Regions from separate parts of the Canis lupus genome. Here region 1 is linked to region 2. The links are chromatin contacts, called in public Hi-C maps. All regions are on one chromosome and are shown on one strand. The core of a region is the stretch at or near the end of the contact, and the rest is flanking DNA. Distances in the headings are between cores, read along the strand shown. Region 1 holds the start of DENND2C (DENN domain-containing protein 2C). Region 2 has its middle 140 kb from the start of TRIM33.

Evidence for each region. Hi-C and Micro-C count contacts between places; a contact is called where the count stands out from the background.
Region 1: a contact with region 2 is called in a Hi-C map of blood, with 2.6 times the contacts expected there. The contact joins the promoter of DENND2C here to the enhancer-like site in region 2. A contact is called at or near these places in 2 of 9 Hi-C or Micro-C datasets (amygdala and blood).

Annotation. Positions count from the first base shown.
Region 1 is chr17:52,899,963-52,907,456 of UU_Cfam_GSD_1.0, reverse strand. It overlaps DENND2C (DENN domain-containing protein 2C), which reads left to right and starts at 5,617. Exons shown (of 17, transcript XM_038561835.1): 1 at 5,617-5,714. LOC106559931 (a long non-coding RNA gene) reads right to left here and starts at 5,447. Exons shown (of 2, transcript XR_005372610.1): 1 at 5,052-5,447; 2 at 3,175-4,841. AMPD1 (AMP deaminase 1) reads left to right here. Exons shown (of 17, transcript XM_038561841.1): 12 at 1-36; 13 at 183-346; 14 at 1,008-1,128; 15 at 2,044-2,217; 16 at 2,435-2,545; 17 at 2,891-3,070. The coding sequence ends at 3,049.
Region 2 is chr17:52,614,234-52,620,844 of UU_Cfam_GSD_1.0, reverse strand. No RefSeq gene overlaps it. Among named protein-coding and RNA genes, the nearest start is that of TRIM33, 140 kb to the left of the region's middle. Within about 2 kb of position 1,429, at least 4 of the 20 cell types and tissues checked have an H3K27ac peak or open chromatin away from gene starts, as enhancers often do. A contact at or near this core is called in blood, where this site is marked.

The sequences.
Region 1 (7,494 bases), core at 4,368-6,867, 280 kb before region 2:
CAGGCTCATCCAAACCTCAGTGTCTTCCTCAAGCATGTAAGCATGACCCATTAGGCCTTCCGATTGCTGTGCATGAACCCATACTCCCACCTAGCTGTGATTCATTTTTGCTGCCTTTGGGAGCTGAAAGCTTGTCTGAGGAGTTGGATTGACCCCATTACATGGCTCACTTTTCTGGACAGATTACTGGCTTTGACAGTGTGGATGATGAATCCAAACACAGTGGCCACATGTTTTCCTCCAAGAGCCCCAAGCCCCAGGAGTGGACAATGGTAAAGAATCCATCTTACACCTACTATGCCTACTACATGTATGCAAACATCGTGGTGCTCAACAGCCTGAGAAAGTAAGTAGACGAGAACTGGAGCTGGAAGGAGAGGATTCTATTTGACACATCTCTTTGCTCAGACATTGGTCCCTGGGTGGTCATCCCACTGTCCTGATGGGATGCTTCTGACTGGCCCAAATCAGACATTTCTTTCCCTTGTCTTTTTTGTTCAGTTTCTTTATTTAGTAGCAGGAATGGACATTTTGGAGCTGTCAGTAACTTTCACAGTCCCTTTTCTTTGGAAATTTGGGAATTGATACTAATCACTGTACAATTATAAAACTCCACACATTACCCTTCTTGATAAACTTGGGTAAGGAATAGAAGACTGTTATAACAGGGTTTTCTGGAAACATTTCCCCCTCAAAAGTGTGAGTAGGAGAAATGAGAACATGGTAATATTGGTAAATTTCCTGCTGAAACTGAAGGTAATCAGATCTTGACTTTCCTCCATACCCTCATATCCTTCGCTGCCTCTTTTTTCATAAGTCTGTGTTCAGGAAGAATTAAGATTATGATTTGGAATTGTCCATTTTACTGAATCCTTTAGAGGCCCCCACTTCCTTTTAGAATGTTAATTTTTTTCAACCAGATTTTCTTGTAAATCACTCCATGCCCAGAATTGCTACCAGGTCCTAGTCAGCCACCTGTGATTACTATGCCAATTCCCTTTCCCTAGGGAACGAGGCATGAATACATTCCTGTTCCGACCTCACTGTGGGGAAGCTGGGGCTATCACCCATCTCATGACAGCATTCATGACAGCAGATAATATCTCTCATGGCCTGAATTTAAAAAAGGTGAGTTGGAGACTCTCTTCCGAATATTAACTTTCATATTGGAGCTAGAGGAGTAATTTTTTTTTCCTTATCATTTTGTCACAAGTCATTATCAACACCAGAATCAAAGCAGAGCAAAAAAGATTTTTGAGGTTATGAAGTACAGTTCATTTTACAGAGAGGCCAGAGAAGTCAAAGGAGCTGCTCAAGACTACCTAACCAGTTAATGGCAGAGATGAATTAATGCAGGTCTTTGGATTTTCATTTTAGAACTCTGACAAGGGATAATTCAGAGGCACTTGGCTTACCTTAAACTGGTTTTTGCCAGATTTCTTGTTATATCATGTTTTCAAACGCCTCTTTTGAGAGTCAGAACTTTCTTGTAGAGAAAAAAAACAAAAAGCAAAAAACAATTGAGGGCATCCCAGGTGTCTCAGGGGTTTAGCGCTGCCTTCAGCCCAGGGCGTGATCCTGGAGACCGGGGATTGCGTCCCACATCGGGCTCCCTGCATGGAGCCTGCTTCTCCCTCTGCCTGTGTCTCTTCCTCTCTCTCTCTATGTCTCTCATGAATAAATAAATAAAATCTTTAAAAAATAAATTAAAAAAATAAAAAGTAAAGGTTGAATAAGCTCTGAGTTAAAAAAAAAAAGCAAAAAACGTTTCAAGGTGAAGTCTTTTCCCTGAGACAGACCATCTAACTTAGGCAAGTAAAAAAAAACATTTGGTTTGACCCAATGCTTCTGAAAGCTGATGATCCCAAATAAATTTATTCTAACTAGTGTTTATATTTAAAAAAAACTATTATTCTTCTTTACTAAGGGATTTAAAGAACATGTGATCATTCCGTTCAAAGCTAAAACTTGAGGGAATAACATTTCTAGTTTGTATCCCTTTTTCAACACCCTTAAATATTGTTTTTCACTTTTCCTTTTCAGAGTCCTGTGTTACAGTACTTGTTTTTCTTAGCCCAGATTCCCATCGCTATGTCGCCATTAAGTAACAACAGCTTATTTCTAGAATATGCCAAAAATCCTTTTCTAGATTTCCTCCAGAAGGGATTAATGATCTCGCTGTCGACAGATGACCCAATGCAATTCCACTTCACCAAGGTAAACATATGGAATCTTGAGTAATACAAGCATATTTGGTGGGATTGTTGTTGCCCATCCAGAATTTTAAAGTCAAATCAAGGGATTTCATTATAGTTTTTCTGCAGGACGCATGCTATTTAAAAATATATATGTTTGTTCTTTTCTTTCATTCATTCATTCATTCTTTTTCTTTCCTTCTTTTTTTTTTTTTGCCTCGTTTAAATATCAATCCAAGGAGCCCCTAATGGAGGAATATGCCATTGCTGCACAAGTGTTCAAGCTTAGTACCTGTGATATGTGTGAAGTGGCAAGAAACAGTGTTCTGCAATGTGGAATTTCTCATGAGGTAGACCTGTCCTTGACTGGTTGCCCTTCTGTATACGGGATCTGGTAACTGAGTACTGAAAAGACAGTACTGAACATGTAGAAAAATTATTCCACAAATCATATGCCATTACTATGGATACACTGGAAAGAATTCTTCTATTGCTCTGGCTGTGCCTTTGGCAAGGCAAAGAAAATACACTTGACTTCTCAGCAGACCATGCACATTGAGGCACTGGATGAGTGCTCTTAATGTTTTATTTTTTCCTTTTGTCAGCAAGCAGTATAGGGGAGGAAGAAGATATAATTATAGTCTGTATCAGGATAAAGGGACAACAATCATTCTGCTTCCTTTTTTCTCTTACAGGAGAAAGTAAAGTTTCTGGGTGACAATTACCTTGAGGAAGGCCCTATGGGAAATGATATCCGGAAGACAAATGTTGCCCAAATCCGCATGGCCTATCGCTATGAAACCTGGTGTTATGAACTTAATTTAATTGCTGAAGGCCTTAAATCGGGAGAATAAAATAAATAAACCAAGTAATAATGTGGGTGAGATTTTCTTTAGAGACTATGAATAGTAACAGTTACCAGTTATTGAATCCTTACTATAAACCAATGATTGTACTAGATATTATTCCACTGACATTATTTCATTTAATCATTTTCACTTTATGAAGTAGATAATATTATCCTCATTTGGGGGAAGATGAGTAAACTGAGGTTAATGAAGTTAATAACCTGCACAGGGACACATCCATTGAGTGATAGCAATGGAGACATGGGTTTGGTTGCCTCCAGAGTCTCCATGACTTTCAGGCAAAACATTTGCTGGTATTTTTGCCTCATCTTAAAAACTATAAATAACTATGGAGGTGGGGCAAAAGATTGAGCAAGTGACTTTGGGAGAATGTAGGCTTTTGGTTTATAGAATGAAATGTGCTTAAGGCACTTAGGCCATTGAAAAGTCCTTCTGATAGGATGCAACAGGAGACTGGCATTCTTAGACAAACACAGGTGTTGCTCAATATAGAAAAATCTGTACTTAGGGAGAATTTATCTTACAAAAAGGATTCTTAGTTGTAAGGATATAATTGGCAATAAAGTTATAGTCATCTGTTCTTGTAGGTTCTAAATAACTTCACTTACCAAAATAAGACGTACACATAACTTTTTAGAAACCTGCCTGTTTACTCAAGGCCAGGTAGAATTCCAATTAGCTAGACTATACTTCTACACATACAACTGTGTTGCCATCTAGTGGCTGGGCTGATAGTAATTATTAAAGAACTACTGATTGAACAGCTCAAGTATCAGGTACAATTTACACAACAAAGGTATCAAGAATAAGATTTCATTTCTACTCTCAAGTTGTTCACAGTGTGAAGTGGTAGGATGGGTGGATACAAATGTGAAAAAGAAGATTTTAAAACATCTCAGTGGGTAAAGACTTTTCAAATGGAAAAAAAAATTAAAGGCAAATTCCTGCTTGTTTCCACATTCTATACAAGTAACCCTAAGCATGGGTGTGATCCTGACTGCGTGTTTATACTAGTCCTAGTGTAAGAATCCTCTCTCTGGTTTCTGAAGTTGAACTCTGTTTACTGAGTATTTAAGTCCCTTAGAGAACCTGATTTGATTTTACCTTGTCCTCTATGTCATCAAAGTAATACAGATTGCTAAGACTTAAAAGGCATTCTATTCTCAGACTTAAAAGGCATTCTCAGACTTAAAAGGCATTAACTACTGTCAGTTATATCTCCATCTTACCCATGAGGGGGCAGTAGAATACATACATCTTAATTCTTTTATTACAGCCATAGAACCTAGGCCAGATTTGATTTTATATTTGGGTACTTGGAATTCATTTGGCCTCATTTTGCCAAATAATTTTCCTGAATGCAAAGTCTGAACTCTGAAATCAATTTGAATTTTGAAATAAGTTTTAAAATCACACCATTCTAGTTTAAAAGTTCATCTTGAGCAACTGTTTGGGAAGTTTTCTAAATATAGGAAGATTTGGGGAGGCTGAGGGGGGTAGTCCATGAAGATCATTGTTCAGAATTTACTACAAACAATATTGACATTCATTTCCTCATCAAGACACGATTTTTTAAATGTCTTGTCAATACTTTTTTTTTTTTTTCTCTCCCATCATAGAAGGCAATTCCTGTTTCATTGTCCACAGCTCATAGTTTCACAATGGTGTGGGGCATGCGGCTTTTACTGCTTTGGCTAAGTTGGCTTGTGACAGTCATCTGTGATGTGTAACTAAACACCTCTCTTCCTGGCAGGCAGTCTTCTATTTTGGTACCTCTCTGTGAACAGATGTAGGAAGATTTTGGTCATCAGACCCTAGAGACTCTGGTGGGGTGCGGTGGGGTGGGGTGGGGTGAGGTGGAATGGGGCGGGACGAGGTGGGGTGGGGTGGTTACCGAGTGCCTGGGAAACAGGCTCAACGCATCCGGACTCGCAGCCTCAGTGAAACTGGGCTGCCGCTCGCGGTGGGCACCGCGCCATGCACATACCTGAGCAAGAGCGTGTAGGAGGCGTAGTGCCTAGGCGTGTGTATCGCAACAGGGCGTGGGGGCCGACCTCAGGCACTGGGAGTATCAAAGGCCTCCCAGTGCTGGGGCTTCAAACCTCAGGCGTTCGGAGCGTTATTTGCATCTACTTTCCAAGGTGGCACTGGACTGCAACTGCGGTGGCAGGAGAGAGTTTTATGGTTTCCTTGAACGAGGTGCCATTTGGATTCCTCGATCAACTAGGTGGCTGTGGAGCGTCAGCTTTCATGTGAAGTTCAGGTCCATCGCCGTGGGGCTAGTAGGGCCGCAGGCACGGCGACCCCATGGGGCTCTGGCTTGAGGCCTCTGCCTGCGGCGGGGCGGCGGGGCGGCGGGGGCGTCCGGGGGCGTCCGGGGTCCGGGGCACGGTTCCGGCTCCGCGCGGGCTCGCACGGGGAGGTCCGCCTCTCGACGGTTCCCGGGCGGTGCCGGGGGCGGGCCGAGGCGTGGGGGCGCAGAGAGGAGCCAATAAGAGCCGGGGTGGGCCGGGCGGGGGCGGGGCCTCGGCGGGGCCTGCGGGGGCGGGACGGAGCCGACCGCGAGTGCGAGCGCGGGGACCTGGCGCCTCGGCGGAGGGACGGGAGCTGCGCGGCGCGGCCGCGGGGGCGGCGTGGACGCCGAGGGCAGGTAGGCGCGGGGCGGCGCGGGGCGGCGCGGGGCGGGCTCTGCTGCGGCCGGGGGCCTCGCTCCCTCGCGGCGGTGGGGGTCGCTCACCGGGCGTCGGGCGTCGGGCGCGCGGAGGGGTCGGCGCCGAGGTGTGGGGTCTGGGCTCCCCTGGCCCCGGGGGACCGCGACGACGGGCCCCGGGAGCCCTGCGGGCGGGCCGCGGCGGCTGTGGCGGAGCCCGCGGGGCGTCTCGGCGCCGCTCACCCACGTCGGGGGCCGGGAGTGCGCTGCGGGGCGGGGGCGCCCTCCACCAGGAGCCGCGCTGGGAGCCTGAGCGTCCGCGGGCTGAGGCGGTGCACTTTTACGCGTTTCTTGCTTTTTTCTGAGTTTTGATTCTTAACAGAATCTGACGAGCACAGCATGGAAAGTCGGTAGAATTTTGATCTTACAATCGGACAATGGAAACTCCAAGAACTTTTGAGTAACTGGGATCGCGGATGGTGATTCGATGAGTCAGGGGCCGGAGTGGCGGCCAGGACCACAGAACAGATGCGATACCTCGGGCGGGTCGGCTTTTCTGGGCCTCTTTTCCTCAACTGGAAATCTGGGATGCTCACGCCCAGGGGTGTTCTGAGGGTCAAAGGAGATAAATGAGAGCAATCCGTAAATAAATGTTAGGTTTTGTCATTTGTGCACCGGCAGCAGGCATATTCTGTAAAGCAACTACTAAATGCCGGGCGCACGGTGGGCACTCTGTAAACCTTTATCCCAAAGCTAGTGTTTCACCTCCGGTGTTTTAGATAAAGCCCAAAATCTCTGTTACTGAGTAAATAAATTGTTTAACCCCCCCCCCCCCCCATCACCATTGTTTGGAGTGTGGTCCATTTTTAACTGATCAATGAACTTTTCTAGAATGGCACATATTATCCACGCACTGTTACTGAATTATTTATCCTTAAGTTCGGTACCAAATAATCTTTTTTTTTTTTTTAAGATTTTTAATTTATTTATTTATGAGAGACACACACACACACACAGAGACAGAGACACAGAGGGAGAAGCAGGCTCCATGCAGGGAACCCGACGTGGGACTCAATCCCAGGTCTCCAGGATCAGGCCCTGGGCTGAAGGCGGTGCTAAACTGCTGAGCCACCCAGGAATCCCCTCAAATAATCTTTTTTGCTTTAAGTAATTATACTTTGTTACCTAGTAAAGTAAGCTGGGAGTATTGCTTCAAATCAAGACTTTCATAAGATTTTAGTCCTTCAAAACAAAATTAATGTGTAGCTCTTTTTTTTTTTTTTTTGGTACAATCTTTATTATAGATATTTGCTTTCTTTTCCTTGGGTATGAAGGAGTGAGGGGTTTTAGGGAGAAAGTGGAAATAAAAAAGGGAATAGCAGTTTGTAACCAGCAGACATTTACTGGGGATACTTGTAGGTGTGTTCTGAAGTAGTTTCCCAGGCAGAAACCAGGAAATGTAGTAATTGTGTCTGGTGGCCTTTCGTTAGCGTTTTTATGTTGACGGTGGCAATAGATTTCTTAAGATGCAGATCTAAAGGAACAGTGTTAGTGTTTTTGATGTGACAATAATAGAATTTTCTAAACCTGGGAATTGCATTTTAAATGATCTATAACATGTCTTCTAGACAAGAATTTTAGACCATTGGATAGATACCATTGGTTAAGAGCAAATCAGATGGTGTAGAGGGAAAGTTCCTAGTGAATATAATTTTTGTGTTGTCTTAAAAGCTTTACGTTTCAGCAGTTCAGTGGAAGATGAGTGTTTTGAAACTACTTA
Region 2 (6,611 bases), core at 180-2,679:
GTGTGGCACCAGAGAAGAAATAAGACAAAGGAAACTGGGGGCTGCTTCATGGTAAATGTGGATCAAATCCTCTCAGCCCTGTGAGGTGTGAGGTCCATGTCTTGAAGGGCAGTGGTGGGGACGTGGAGGAAGCATCTTGGACATGTTGCCTATGGCTGCTGCTATGCATGCATGGCTCTGACCATTGGATAGTTAGCTCTTGCCAGTAATCATCAGTCACTCCGTTTTGGGCTTGGAGAATCTGGCTCCTGAGAAAGGGTTTGCTGGCTGTGAGGGGTGAGGAAGGAGATGCAGCTTGGGGTGGGCTTGGGTGAGAAACCCAGGGTTGACTCATACATGGAAATATCAACATTCAGTTTACCCCAAAACAACCCATCACATTTTCACCTCAATGGTGGGCTTTGGCTTTCCAAACAATCACCATCCAGGAAAGTTAGAGCTGTGTGGGGCCCTCTCAGAGACTTTACAGCCAGGGCGCCTCCTCAGCAGAGGACTCAGGAACAGTACGGGTTGTTGTGGTGCCTAGGGCCACGCAGGCGGTAAAGGATGGGACCCAGAACCTTCGTCCGCAGACACAAGTCTCAAGAGCTTGCCAGCCTGCGGCCTCCTTTCTACACCTGCTCTGGCCCAGCTGTTGTGGGGAGCGGGGGGAGGTCAAAAAAAGGAAGTGCTAAAGTTGGGCTGTTACGCATTAGGCAAAGGGGTAAGCAAAGAATTTGGGGAGGTGAGAAGAACCAGGAAAAGAACAGAGAGCCCACATGCAGGTGTGGTTGCCAGCTGAGTGTACCTTTCCAATAAGAGTAACAATGACCTCTGTAGACCTGTTGGTTCATCTTTATTATTTTTAAAAAGATTTATTTATTTATTTTGGGGGGGAGGGGCAGAGGGAATGAGAGAGAGAGAGAGAGAGACCTCAGCGGACTGTGTTGAGGGCAGAGCCTGACACAGGCTGGGTCTCACTGGCCTGCCATCACAACCTGAGTGGAAACCGAGTCAGGGGCCTGACCAACTGAGTCACCCAGGTGCCCTGGTTCATCTTTAAAGAGGGAAAGGGAAGGTTTTTGTAAAGTCTAAATGAGAGGTTTCTGAAGATCACTTCAAAAGCTTAGAAGAGTATTCAAATACAAGCTATTATTGATTAAAATTCTGCATAGATCTGAGAGGTAATAGTTTAGGCTCCCCAAAGGTAGTCTCTTATCAGCAGCAGCCAAGATACGATTATTCTGTGCCCATAAACCTTCCAGGAAAGGGGCCATTACTAATACAGGATTGTTGTTATTATTATTTTATTATTTTTGGGGGGAGGGGCTGCAACAGAGGAAGTAAAATGCTTTCAGTGAGGTCTCTCTCTCTCTCTCTGTCTCCCTCTCTCTCTCTCCCTCCCTCTTGCCCCTCCCTCCCAAAATAAAAAAAATCCTTGGGCTGCATATAAACGTGTGATCTTGAGGCCCCGCGTGGACCCCGCCGCGGCCCTCTGCACCCGCGCCCCTCGGGCAGCCCTGAAGGCGGCCTCCCTCTTCCGAGGAGCGCTGGCGCCCTCTGGTGGACACAGCCCGACACGGCGGCGCCGCACAGGCGCGATGGCGCGAGAGGCCGCTAGGGGCGCTGCGCACCGCGGAGGGAAGCGCGGGGCGCCCAGACGTTGGGACAGATGAAAGACAGAACCTGTTCTTTCCGCCTGTTGCATTTTAGAATGGAGCCCAGAGGTTTTACAAATACAGGACAATCTTATTGGTTGACTCCGAATGATTTAGAGCATGCAATAATTACGAATTATCAAGGCAGAAGCTTCTCTGTTTCCCAAGTAGCAAAAGCATTGGCTAAACAAATCCAGTCTGTTGTTCCTTCACACTCCGGGGTGCTTCTCAGGTCTTCAAGCTGACCTAAGGGGTCACTCCTTCCAGCTGCCAGAGTGGGCTAACTTCTCAGGCACTCAGGCAGAGAAATGAAAAGAAGGCGGTTGATTTCCAAATTAAACCAGATTGAAAAGAAAAAAAAAAAACAGATTGAAATTCACATTAAGCCACACTATTAATCACAAAAGGGCTTTCATTTGTTGAGTGTCTACTATACACCAGGCACTTTTTTTTTTTAAGATTTTATTTCTTTATTTGAGAGCCAAAGAGAGCAAGCACATGAGGGAGGAAGAGAGAAGCAGAAGGAAAAGTAGGCTCCCACTGAGCAAGGAGCTTGATGTGGGACTCGATCCCAGGACCCTGGGATTCATGACCTGAGCCGAAGGCAGACATTTAACCAACTGAGCCACTCAGGTAGCCCTCACCAGGCACTTTAAATTTAATATTTCTAATCCTTACATCAGCATAGCAGGTTAAGCTTTATTTTCACAAGAAAGCAGAGAATCAGAGAGGTTAAGTGACTTGTCAACAGCCACACAGCTCTGGGTATCAACTGAGATAGGCAGGTGATGATGTGGCAAAATCAGCAGCCTCCACATTCCAGGGGCCTTGTGAAGCCAGCGACAGTCTAATCCCTACAAACACACCAAGTTCATCAGTTCCCCCTACATCATGTTCGATCTGAGTCTGGACTGATCGGCTGTCAGCCTAGAGGCACTGCTGGGTGCTGGGGCAGAGGCCAGAGAGCTTACAGCCCTGGGTGGAGTAAGAACTGCTCAGTGTTCCCCACCCCAACAAGTGGCTCACCCCTGTGCAGCTGCTTAGGCATCAGAGGCAGGAGATGCTGGGGGCCAGCACTACAGTCAGGGTGTCTGATGTGCTGGTGCCTCCCTCCCAGCTTCTGGGTCTCATTGGCTTTCCCCTCTCCCTCCCCGGCTTCCTTCCTCAGTCCCTGTGCTGCTGCATCGCAAAGCTGCTCACAGTACATTCGTGGAATAGCCAAGAAATAATGCATATTCTTGTGGATTCAATTCATTCTCAACATTGCAAGTGAAACTGACCGTGGGTGAGAGTATGTACACTTGATGACATTTGTCACTGGCTCTCAGTTAATAGAAGAATACGTCTGCTTGACCTACTTAAAAAATTTGATGAGAGAAAACCCGTCGCAAGTCAGTTGCAGACTCAATGGTTGGAAGACTCCATGGATCAGAAGCTGATGACAGTTCAACTTTATGATGTAAAATTTAAGTGTCAAGGGATCATTGCCAACAAAAATAATTTCAGGAATGTAAAAAATGAAAAATGGGAAAAATTGGAAACTGTTTCCCAGTGCAAGAGGGAACATACATTAAGAAATTAAATTGCATTAAAGGAGTTTGCTCGGAAAAATGCTGGCTCAGTGAAAATCCGTCTGAGCTTCCATCTTCTGTGACCCCCATGTCCATGTCAATGACCCTTTCTGGCTTTCTGCCCCCAGTGGCTTCTGCAGATGTCACTGACTCTCTTTGTGCCTTATTTACACGAGCGACCACTCTGGTTCCAAATATTGACCTTGGAACTCCAGTTCTCTGTACACAATCTCTTCATTGTCCACCTGTTCCGTTCTCTATCCCTTCCCTTTTAGAGGTCATTTTGTGTTCCTCCCTACCACATTTCTGTTCTTCTCTCCCTGGGCTGTTTCCAACCATCTTGGGTATTCTGTGCTGATGGCTACAAAATTGATATCCTTAACTGTTCTGAACTTCAAATAACAGCAACGACAAAAAGACTGATTACCTTAAGCAGGAAAAGGAATTTATTGGAAAGATAATAGGTTTCTTGAGAGCTGACAGGAGAGCTGGAGAGACCAGGCACAGGACCTGAGCAATAGGGAGGGAGAGCAGAGAAGGCAGGACCTGTGCCAGGGTCACACCACAGGGTTGCATGAGGGACTTCAAACTGCCCGGCTTCTTCATGTCACTTGCCCAAGACTTGGGCTTCCTCTAGGCCACCTGCACCTGCCTGGGCTGCCAGCGTGAGGGGAGAGCCGGGATCTGGGCTTGGTGGCAGGGGGGCCCCTCTCACCACGATTTACACAGTGGCAGATTCTGTAAACACAGGAAGTGGGTTCAGGGCTATTGAGCCCACAGAGCCTAAAATATTTACCAGATGGCCTTTTATGTAAAATGAGTGCCAGGCCCTGATTTAGAGGTTGAATGGTCACAGACTTGAAGGTCGACCGGTCACAAGATTTTTCAGGCCAGGCTTGTGTTATCTTTGGTGTTCTGTTTGCTTCTGGGGTTCCAGGTGCTAGTACCAACGGCCAAATGTCTTATCCAGATACAGAGTTTAAACCTGAAGACTCCGGCCACTTGCTTATGGACCTTTGCGCTGAATTCACTCCTCATCCCACACCAATTATCTCAAGACCATCGGAAACTACCAGCTTAGAGGGGGAGTCAAAGCCCTTAATCCGTTCTGGGCCACTGGAGTGGTTCTTTGGTCTTGGAGAGAGATCTGAAAACAAAACACTGGAGAAGGATTAGGGCCATACCACGGACTTACTTCCTGCTACAAGGCTATCTCCTAATTTATAAATGCTTCAGTTCAGTGGCTAGAATCAGTTAATTTAGCTTTTTTGACCCACAAAAGCACCGCTTTCTTGGGTTCTGAGGCAGCTTGGATGACGTGCTGTAGGCAGAGAGAGCAACGTGTTCAACAGAGCTCTTCTCCCTTCCCACCACCATTGGGAACCCGTCAGGTTTCCCTGAGGTTATTCTGGAAGGGGCCAAGAGTACCCCACACATACCAATATTCTGACTTTTTCCTCAATTATTTCCTCCAGAGCAGTAGGTTGGTTCATGCCTCCCGGCATGTTGGAGGTGACAGCGTAACAAAGGTTTTGCCCTGGCATAACATGCAATGAATCAGAATTTGTTATAAGACAGACCCCAAATTACAATGAATTTGATCGAAGTGACCCGTCTCTCACGTCATTGCCTAAAGGTAGGTAGTCTAGGGCTGGTATGGCAGCTCTGCCTTAAGAGGTTGTCCAAGGACCCAGAACCTTTCTATCTGGTTGCTTCCCTGGGAGAGTAATGTCTTCCTGCCCATATTCCATGCGGTGGGATGGAGGGAGCAAACATGACTTCGTCCCTGCCCCCTTTATAGGCATGCCCGGGAAGTGGCCAACCTCCCTCTTCCCACATCTCACTGGCCAAAGCTAGTCATATAACCACATACAGCTGAGAAGAGGCTGGAGATGCCACCTTTACTGGAGGGAACAAACAGATTCCATGTTGGTGGCCAGCTCTTATCTCTAGTGTAGACTCTATAATCAATTAATCCCCACCAAGTCAGGTCAGATTGTTTTGATTGTGACTCTGGCCCCGTAGTCTATTATAACCACCATGATTATCTTGCTTTTTGGCAGACAAATGCCTGAAATCAGCATCTTTCCTTCTGATGTCTTTCCCTTTCCATGAAAACCAAGGATCCCACTTCAACTGCATCTAATTGTTTCATTGGTTTGTGGAAATCAGTCATGAAACTGCTTTTCAGAGATGCTGGCGCTCTCCTTGCCAGCACATCTTGGTCTTCTAGGCCCTCCTGACGATAGAACTAACAGATGTATGGGCAGGTCAAACATGATAAATCCTCTACAGCATTTTCTCTCTCTACGTGTTGGCTTCTTTTTTTTTTTTTTTTTTTTTTTTTTTTTTTTTAAATTTTTATTAATTTATGATAGCCACAGAGAGAAAGAGGCAGAGACACAGGCAGAGGGAGAAGCAGGCTCCATGCACGGGGAGCCGGACGTGGGATTCGATCCCGGGTCTCCAGGATCGCGCCCTGGGCTAAAGGCAGGCGCCAAGCCGCTGCGCCACCCAGGGATCCCTACGTGTTGGCTTCTTTTCTCCACGATTTCCTGGAATTTCGTTTCACATGAGTCACTGATGAGTCCCAGTTTCAAATCAACAACTGACATGACAATTAGGGCCACTTACGGTGGCTGGAACTAGCACACTGACTCCTGATTTCTGGGGAGAGCGCTCCTAATTAAATAGTAATGTAAAATTATGTAGTCTTGGCAAATGCTGTGATGTGCAACCCCCGTCCCAACCCTCCCCATGCCACTCCCCCAAGGAATGAAGGTCTCATTTCCTCAGTTGCTGGGGATGTTGTAGACACTGGGCGTCAGGATGAAGAAAACCGCATTGCTCAAGGTCATGCCCCTTTCCTGGAGCAGCCACATCCAGTAGCTGGTCAAAGTTGGGTTATAAAGGTCTAGAACCTTGGCCCCAACTTGGATGACTCTGCATGTCCGTTTTAGCTCACAGTGGGGTCGGCTGAAGCTTGGGCTGCCAGTGCACACAGCACACTGTACTCGATTTCCCTCTGCCCAGTTTTGCTTCTGTCCCTTCTATTCCACACGCGTGGTCCCAAGAGCACTTCCTAATAAAGGTTCAGCATGTGAATCTCCATCTCTGAGTCTGCCTCTCTGAAATTCTGTGGATGAAGATTTTACTTAGAGTAACTATGCCTCCTGCTTCCAGGTCAAGCTGGGGTCTGACTCTGGTTATAGACCTATGAGCAAAGAGCAGTGAGGTGGGGGAAGGAGGTGGGAGTAGAACTGTCTTCCTTCTGAAATGTGTGAAGAGAGTTCCAGCATCTTCAGACTAGGCATCAGGGAGAGGAATGTGTTTCAGCTGCCAAAGAAGACCTGGTGCCGGTTCGAACGTTCAGTGTTATAATTATGAGTCCTTCCGATCTTCC